Regions from separate parts of the Gossypium hirsutum genome. Here region 2 is linked to region 1. A link is a contact called in public Hi-C data. All regions are on one chromosome and are shown on one strand. The core of a region is the stretch at or near the end of the contact, and the rest is flanking DNA. Distances in the headings are between cores, read along the strand shown.

Region 1 (3,220 bases), core at 671-3,170:
ATTCATATAAACTTAGAAAAATAAAAACCATGAGCATTTTTATTTATTTATTTCATCCCCCACTAAAATTAACCTCAAAAAATCTGTAGGCGTGACCATGCAAAGTGGGGTGCATTATCATGGTCATCCCAATTTCACACAAATCCTCCTCCCCCACCTCTCTGATCTCGCCACGTTATCGCTCCTAAAATCCTTTCATCTTTCTACCTAAGTCAACCCCACATTTTTCATCCTTTTTCATCCAATTAAATTCCTCCACATCATACCTTATATGTTTTATCCCTCCGATTTTCCTCCAATGAAAAACTAAGGTTTTTTTTTTCTTGTCGTCTTTTACCGGCATTATTTCCGGCGAGCCGCCGTGAACGTTTGGTAGGAAATGGTACCGGCGGCAGGGAACTCATCCATTGCGAAACTCTGGCACTTGAGTCCAAGTGGTTGCAACGCACGCGCCACCTTCGTCCAAACCTCACGGCTACATCTACTCGTCGAAATTGAAACCGTCGCGGGCATGAAAACTCGAACAGCTTTCTTTAAGGTCTCAACGATATCATCCGGGTCCTCGCAAACCGATCCAACGCACTCGAAGCTAGCGTAACTAAACCCATCTTCAGGGGTAACATGGATGGTGGAGTAACGATCACCATCAATGCCATTCATGGAGTAACCACACGGATCAAACGCGAAGTCACATATGAAAGCTCCAGCGTTAATGGTGTCAATCCCCGTCAGCTCCGTCATGTCTCTGCCGGCTAAATCCCCTGTTTTGCTATCCCGGGAGAAGAACTTACGTGCAATGAGGCGGTCGAGTTCCGTCATGCAAACTTCGACGGTGAAAGTAGCATGAGAGGGATATTTCAATGGAGGCAAAAGGGTAGCGGTGAAAACATACCATGAATGAGCTGTTAACTTAGAAGGCATAACGGAGGCTTTTCGATAACAAAGATTGTCGGGGATATTATGTTCAATGTAAATGACTTCTTCTTGGAAGCTGGTGTGAGGGAAAGGTTGGGATTTGGGGAAGATGAAGTTACCTCTGGTGTAACTACAGGTTTGCAAAGTGAGGCCAAGATTGTTGGCAAAGTGGATCAATGGAGGGATTGATTTGAGAAGTTGGGTTGTCCCACAGGTTTTGATGATGATCTTTGTAGGGTAAACAAATAAGCTTGATTCAGACAAAACGTAAGCATCAAAGAAAGGGTTCCCAACAGCTGCTACAACAGTGCATTGGACAGCAAGTAAGACTTGCTCGAGTGATTCGAAATCAAGCAGCCTAAGCCCCAACATGTTGTTCCCATCATCATCATCAATATCCCCAAAGAAATGGAGCTCTAGGCGTTTCTCAAAACCTTCAAACCCTGAAACAGCCATTTCCAAATGACAAAAAAACCCAAAGACTGAAACAAGATTGAATTAATTAGATGGTGTAGAGGTGAGAGGTGTGGCATATCGGAATTTATAGGTGGCTTAAAGAGAGAGAGAGAGGAGGGAAGGGGGCATGCGATTGAGGCAACCAAGAATCATGATTGCAGGCATAATGAAGTGAATAAGATGATGATATGTTGTGAAATATTATCTCTTTTTTCCTTTTTTTTTTTTTTCTTGTGTGTGTGAGAGAAAGAATCAAATCTTTCTTTCGTTGTTTCATGAAAGAAAGAGATACAAAGGAACGGGATTTATGCCCACGCGCATGCATTTTTCAGGTTTTCTTTGTCATGCTCATGCACTCACTAGTCCCGCCTGCAACTCTCCAGTAACTTCCATTTGGCTCCATTCCAACATATTGGAGTACTGTTTCATTGTACAAAGAATGGTATTTTTGGGGGATAAATTATTAACAAGCCATTCTCATTTCAAAGTGTTTGGGTTGAATAATTCTGCTGGGTAGTAATTTAAGGAAGATGCTGTTGGGGGAACTGATTATGTATGTTTGAGGGAGGGGCCCTAACACAATAATCATAGGCATAATCCTTGTTTGTTCTTCAACATTTATATGAAAGTCTTAAGAATTTTGTCTCAGATTGATAGTTCACATGCATTACCTTTGATTTTTTTTTCCAACATTCACTGATGTCTGCTTCTTTCGTAACCAGAAAATTTATCCGTATGAATGTGGGATTTGGGTAAGCTTATATGAAAATTCTAGTCTTTCCGGGGTTTAGCATGGGATTATCAAATCATTGACAACTTTTTAGTGAGGTTTTTTCTTTAATTAGAAAAATTGTCAAAATGGACTCCATTGAAGAAAAAAATGATGAGGTCAAAACTTAAGGAAAATTTCTACTGTTATTAAGTGATTGGCATGAGAGAGTTTTAAAGAACAACAACGGCAACACTATTATAGGATGGACCAAATGTTTCAAAGCAGACCAAACAATCTTAATCATCAGTTTTGCAAATTAGAAATGAGTGGTCACACTTAATTCGCTATTTCATATATGTTCCCAAGTTGCTACAGGTTTTATTTATTAGGAAGCAAACAATATATATTATAACCTACAGAAATATTGATATATTATAAAAAAAAATACTCGTATTAAATTCAAAAATACCCATTTAAATTTGTATATATCCATAATTGTCACCCATATGAATTATGTTTCTTGGTTGAAGAATAGAAAGTTGAAAATGCTTTTATTATTATTATTAATGAATATGATCCTAAGCCCAGCAAATTAAAATGGACTAAAATAATGGAAATAGAGGTAATTAGTGCTTTGGGTAGCTTTTGGAAGTAGTTTCCTAATTGACTTAAACTACCTTCCTCGTGACATTTTTAAGTCTCCTTGGCTTTTAATTTAAGACTTTACACCAAAGATTACTATAATAATAATAGTAATAATACTGCATGATAAGCTCCAAGAAAGCTTCCCATGAAGAAGTATATATGGAGAGATACATGAATAAACATAAGAGTAGATGAATTCAAAAATTATCTTGGTTGATTTTTGCTTTCAATTTTACAGGTGAGGTTAAATCTAATTTAATTATATTAAATAATTATAATTTTATTGATACAGACACTACAGCAAAACTGGTTTTTAGCGGCGTTTGAATGAAAAACGCCACTAAGGAACGAGCATTAGTGGCGCTTCCCAAAAACGCCGCTAAAGATTGAGTTTTAGCGGCGCATTTCTAAAAACGCCGCTATATGTACACCTTTAGCGGCGCTTTTTAGAAAGCGTCGCAAAAAAATAACACAACGACGTTGGTGGCTTTA
Region 2 (3,657 bases), core at 247-2,746, 360 kb after region 1:
TTATTGAATATATTATATACTGTAGGCTTTCAATTTTCTTCACATTTTTGTTCCAACAATTTTCTTCATTTGAATCCCCTGTTTTTGTGATTCATCTTCATCATGGTCAACATAAGCGAGCCCCACCTGCCTTGTCAACTCCATGTCGGCCATTTCATCATCAGCTGAAACCCTCAGAAGCCCAAATTTATGAAGAAAATAAAACAGGGTCCCCATTGTAGCACTCACCCACCCAACAATGACCAAAATCTGGATAATATGAGCAGCCAACAGCCTCCCTCCACCTCCCATAAACAAACCATATCGAACCGGCCTGCTGGGGTAGACTTCCCTCACATACTTTTCCGAAGCAAACAAAGCTGTAAAAATTAGCCCCAAAGCCCCACATCCACCATGCAATTGAGCCGCTCCTAATGGATCATCGTACCTCACTTTCTCGGCCAAATTGTTGCAACTGGTCAACACCCATGCAGCCACAAAGCCACAGATAATGGCAGCCCAGGGTTCAACAACAGAGCAGCCTGCTGTGATAGCAGCAAAACCACCAAGTAAACCACTGCAAACATCGGTCACATCCCAATGACTTGTCAAGATCCATTTCCCAAAAAGGGTAGTCAACGCCGACGTGCATCCGGCTAGAGTGGTGGTCACCGCTGTTCTCCCCACCGCACTCCACTGCCCATAATGGTTTCCAGAGGTGTACAAACCGGAGATTTTGTTAAATGAACCGGGGTTGAACCCATACCAACCGAACCAAAGTATGAAAGTTCCAAGAACAACAAGGGTTGCATTATGATCACGCAAGGCAACTGACCTGCCCCAAGAGTCGAAGCGGCCTATCCTTGGTCCTTCAATAAGTGCACCCCATAAACCGGCTACACCACCAACCATATGAACAACCCCTGAACCGGCAAAGTCAATAACCCCACTACCAAAGAGGAAGCCATTATCTACTCGAAAAGCAGTGGCCCAACCATCAGTCGCCCAAAACCAATGAGAAACAACAGGGTAAACAAAACCGGTTAAAAAAGATGAATGGATAAGATAAGCAACGAATTGGGTTCTTTCAGCCATGGAGCCACTAGCAATCCCGGCAGCTGAAACAGCAAAAGCCCAATGATAAAGGAAATTGCTCTAATCAAAGGAAGATGAAGGAATGGATTATAAGCCAAAATTGTGGCGACCAATGAAACCGCCATTGGAAGGGGAACCAAAGGCAAAAGCAAACCCGAAAAGGTAATAGAAGAGGCCAGCGATGGCGGCGTCGAGGACGTTAGTGAGCATGACGCTGATGGCGTTTTTGGCACGGACTGAGCCAGCGCAAAGCATGGCGAAGCCAAGTTGCATGAAGAAGTTAAGGTAAGCTGAGAAGAGAAGGTAAGTGTTGTCAACGGCAAAGGAAGCGTCACTGAACTTGTTGCATATGTAGTCAGCTGCCGCAATGGCGGTGGCGTTGGGGCAGAGGAGCGCAGCTAGGTCCGCTGAACAAGTTCCCATCGCCTAAAATGGTATAGAGAAATTCATGTTTATGGTTAATATGGGCAGCAATATCCACTCAAATACTCAATCATGAACTTGAGGAACAATTAAGCACAATGGATGTTAGTAGGGTATCCATTATCATTATAATATATTATCCCAATTGACTGGGTTGGATCTTTGTTTTTATCAGTCTCAACTTTCAAGCACTTGCACATCGGCATGGGTATAAAATTCACTCTTGTAAGAACTTTGTCATTTTCATTTTTGGGGAAGAACATATATAATGAGGCAAATACTTTCATAATTCGGTACAAAAACTCTTTCCTGTGATAAGAACGAAAAGTTAAAAGTTTTTCTATGGCTCACGTTCAGCCACTAAGTTTTTGTCATTTGGGAGTGCAAAATTAAAAGTACTGTAAGTACCATCTTCCTTCTCTTGTTTTAACCTCAAACCAAATTAGCCAAATCTTGAATTTGATTTCGTTGTTGCCATTAAAAAAATGTTTTTGAAAAGAGGGGTAGAAATATGATGTAAAAAATGTGTGTTTGTTAATTTTTAATATTCTCTATTGTTAGTTAAAGATCAAAATGCCTTTTTGACGTGTCGGTAAAAAGTTAAAAATTAGTTAAGTTATATTAAATTTAAATAATTTAAAATAATGGTGAATGAAGTATAAATTTTAAGTGCATAACTTATATTAGGTTATCATAAAAGACATATTTTTTAGACATTAATAAAATAGTTTTACGTTATTAAATTTTAAAGATAACAAAATATTATTATACACTCATCTATATTTACTATTTTCTTCATCTTAATTTAACCTTAATTAAATTTATTAAAATAATTAACTTTTAAAATTATAAACTAACATTTTTTCTTGTTCTACAATTTTTAATCATTTTGTTTTCTTCCCAAAGTTAATATTTTTTTATTTTTGTGCAATCAATTTTTTTAAAAAAAATATTAGTTTTTAGGCAGTGGGTTCTTTTTCCATTTTAAATTGTTTTCTATTTCATATTATACCTTTTTTCAAAGTAAAAATTATATTCCATTGAATCTTTAGTAATAAGAATTGTGTAAATTTTAAAGTTTTTGTTATGAATATCTTATTAAGTGGATGCCTATTAAGATAAAATCAATTTTGATGTACTTTAAATTCTAATAGTGATTAGAAGTAAATCTTTACTCATTTATATTTTTTATTCTTATAAATAGAGACTTTTGAGAAATATTGTAAAGATTCCGATTGATAAATAAAATACGCTCTCTTTTTTTCTCTTCCATCCTCTTTCTTCTTTCTTCTTTGTCTTTTATTTTATAACATGTTATCAGCACAATTATCTTTTAATTGTGTTTCTCCATAAGTCGCAAAAATATCCTCAAATTTACTGTTGTTGATTGCCTCCTAGAGTTGCTCTATTTCAATTGAAGCCTGCACACTATGGGTAATCATTAGAGCATTTAACCACTCAAGTACATGTAAGTCTCTAAATTTTTATGCCCTTTTATGCAAAGAAATTCATATAATCCTTACGTGTTATGTTTTTCTCCTTTATTGATTGATTTTTGGTAAAATTATTTTATGAAAAAAATTATTACTTAAAGGTTTCTTTTAAACTAAGATTCTTTTATTAAATTATAGTATGTATGATATTTGGATGATTAAAATTTTTTATGATTAAATTATTGTTATTAAATATGCTTGAAATTATTGTATCTTTTAAATTGAATTTATAATTTTTTTATTAGAGCATCATAAGATTTTATAACATATATGTAGTATTGAAATTTGGAACAATATGTATTGGATAACTTTCAAGCATTGTACACGAAAACTTTGTTTTTGTTTATTAAATGATTTTTTTTACTATTAGATTATAAATGTTATTACGGAAATAAAGTTGTTTTACTACTTGTAATAGTGCTCGTGATAATAGCCAAGGTGGTAACAATGATGTTAAAGAATCTCAGGTATATTTTACTATAATTTGTTTATTATATCATGTTTATTATAATTGGAGACTAATCATGATAGATAGATTTTGATTTGAAATCTACGCATGTTTTGCGATGGTGATTATGAAATAAAGAATCAATGGAAGTGTTTAGAAGTCTATCCTACCAGATTTGTTGCATCCCCTGAAGTTAATGCAAACATAAAGAAAATAAAA

Evidence for each region. Hi-C and Micro-C count contacts between places; a contact is called where the count stands out from the background.
Region 2: a contact with region 1 is called in a Hi-C map of leaf, with 1.9 times the contacts expected there. The contact joins the promoter of LOC121202992 here to the promoter of LOC107897003 in region 1. A contact is called at or near these places in 3 of 34 Hi-C or Micro-C datasets (all in leaf).

Annotation. Positions count from the first base shown.
Region 1 is chrA10:24,641,089-24,644,308 of Gossypium_hirsutum_v2.1, forward strand. It overlaps LOC107897003 (S-adenosylmethionine decarboxylase proenzyme 4), which reads right to left and starts at 1,921. Exons shown (of 1, transcript XM_016822330.2): 1 at 22-1,921. The coding sequence starts at 1,371. The coding sequence ends at 343.
Region 2 is chrA10:25,003,668-25,007,324 of Gossypium_hirsutum_v2.1, forward strand. LOC121202992 (putative ammonium transporter 1 member 5) reads right to left here and starts at 1,497. Exons shown (of 1, transcript XM_041078509.1): 1 at 1,162-1,497. The coding sequence starts at 1,497. The coding sequence ends at 1,162. It overlaps LOC107896997 (ammonium transporter 1 member 1), which reads right to left and starts at 1,779. Exons shown (of 1, transcript XM_016822326.2): 1 at 1-1,779. The coding sequence starts at 1,074. The coding sequence ends at 40.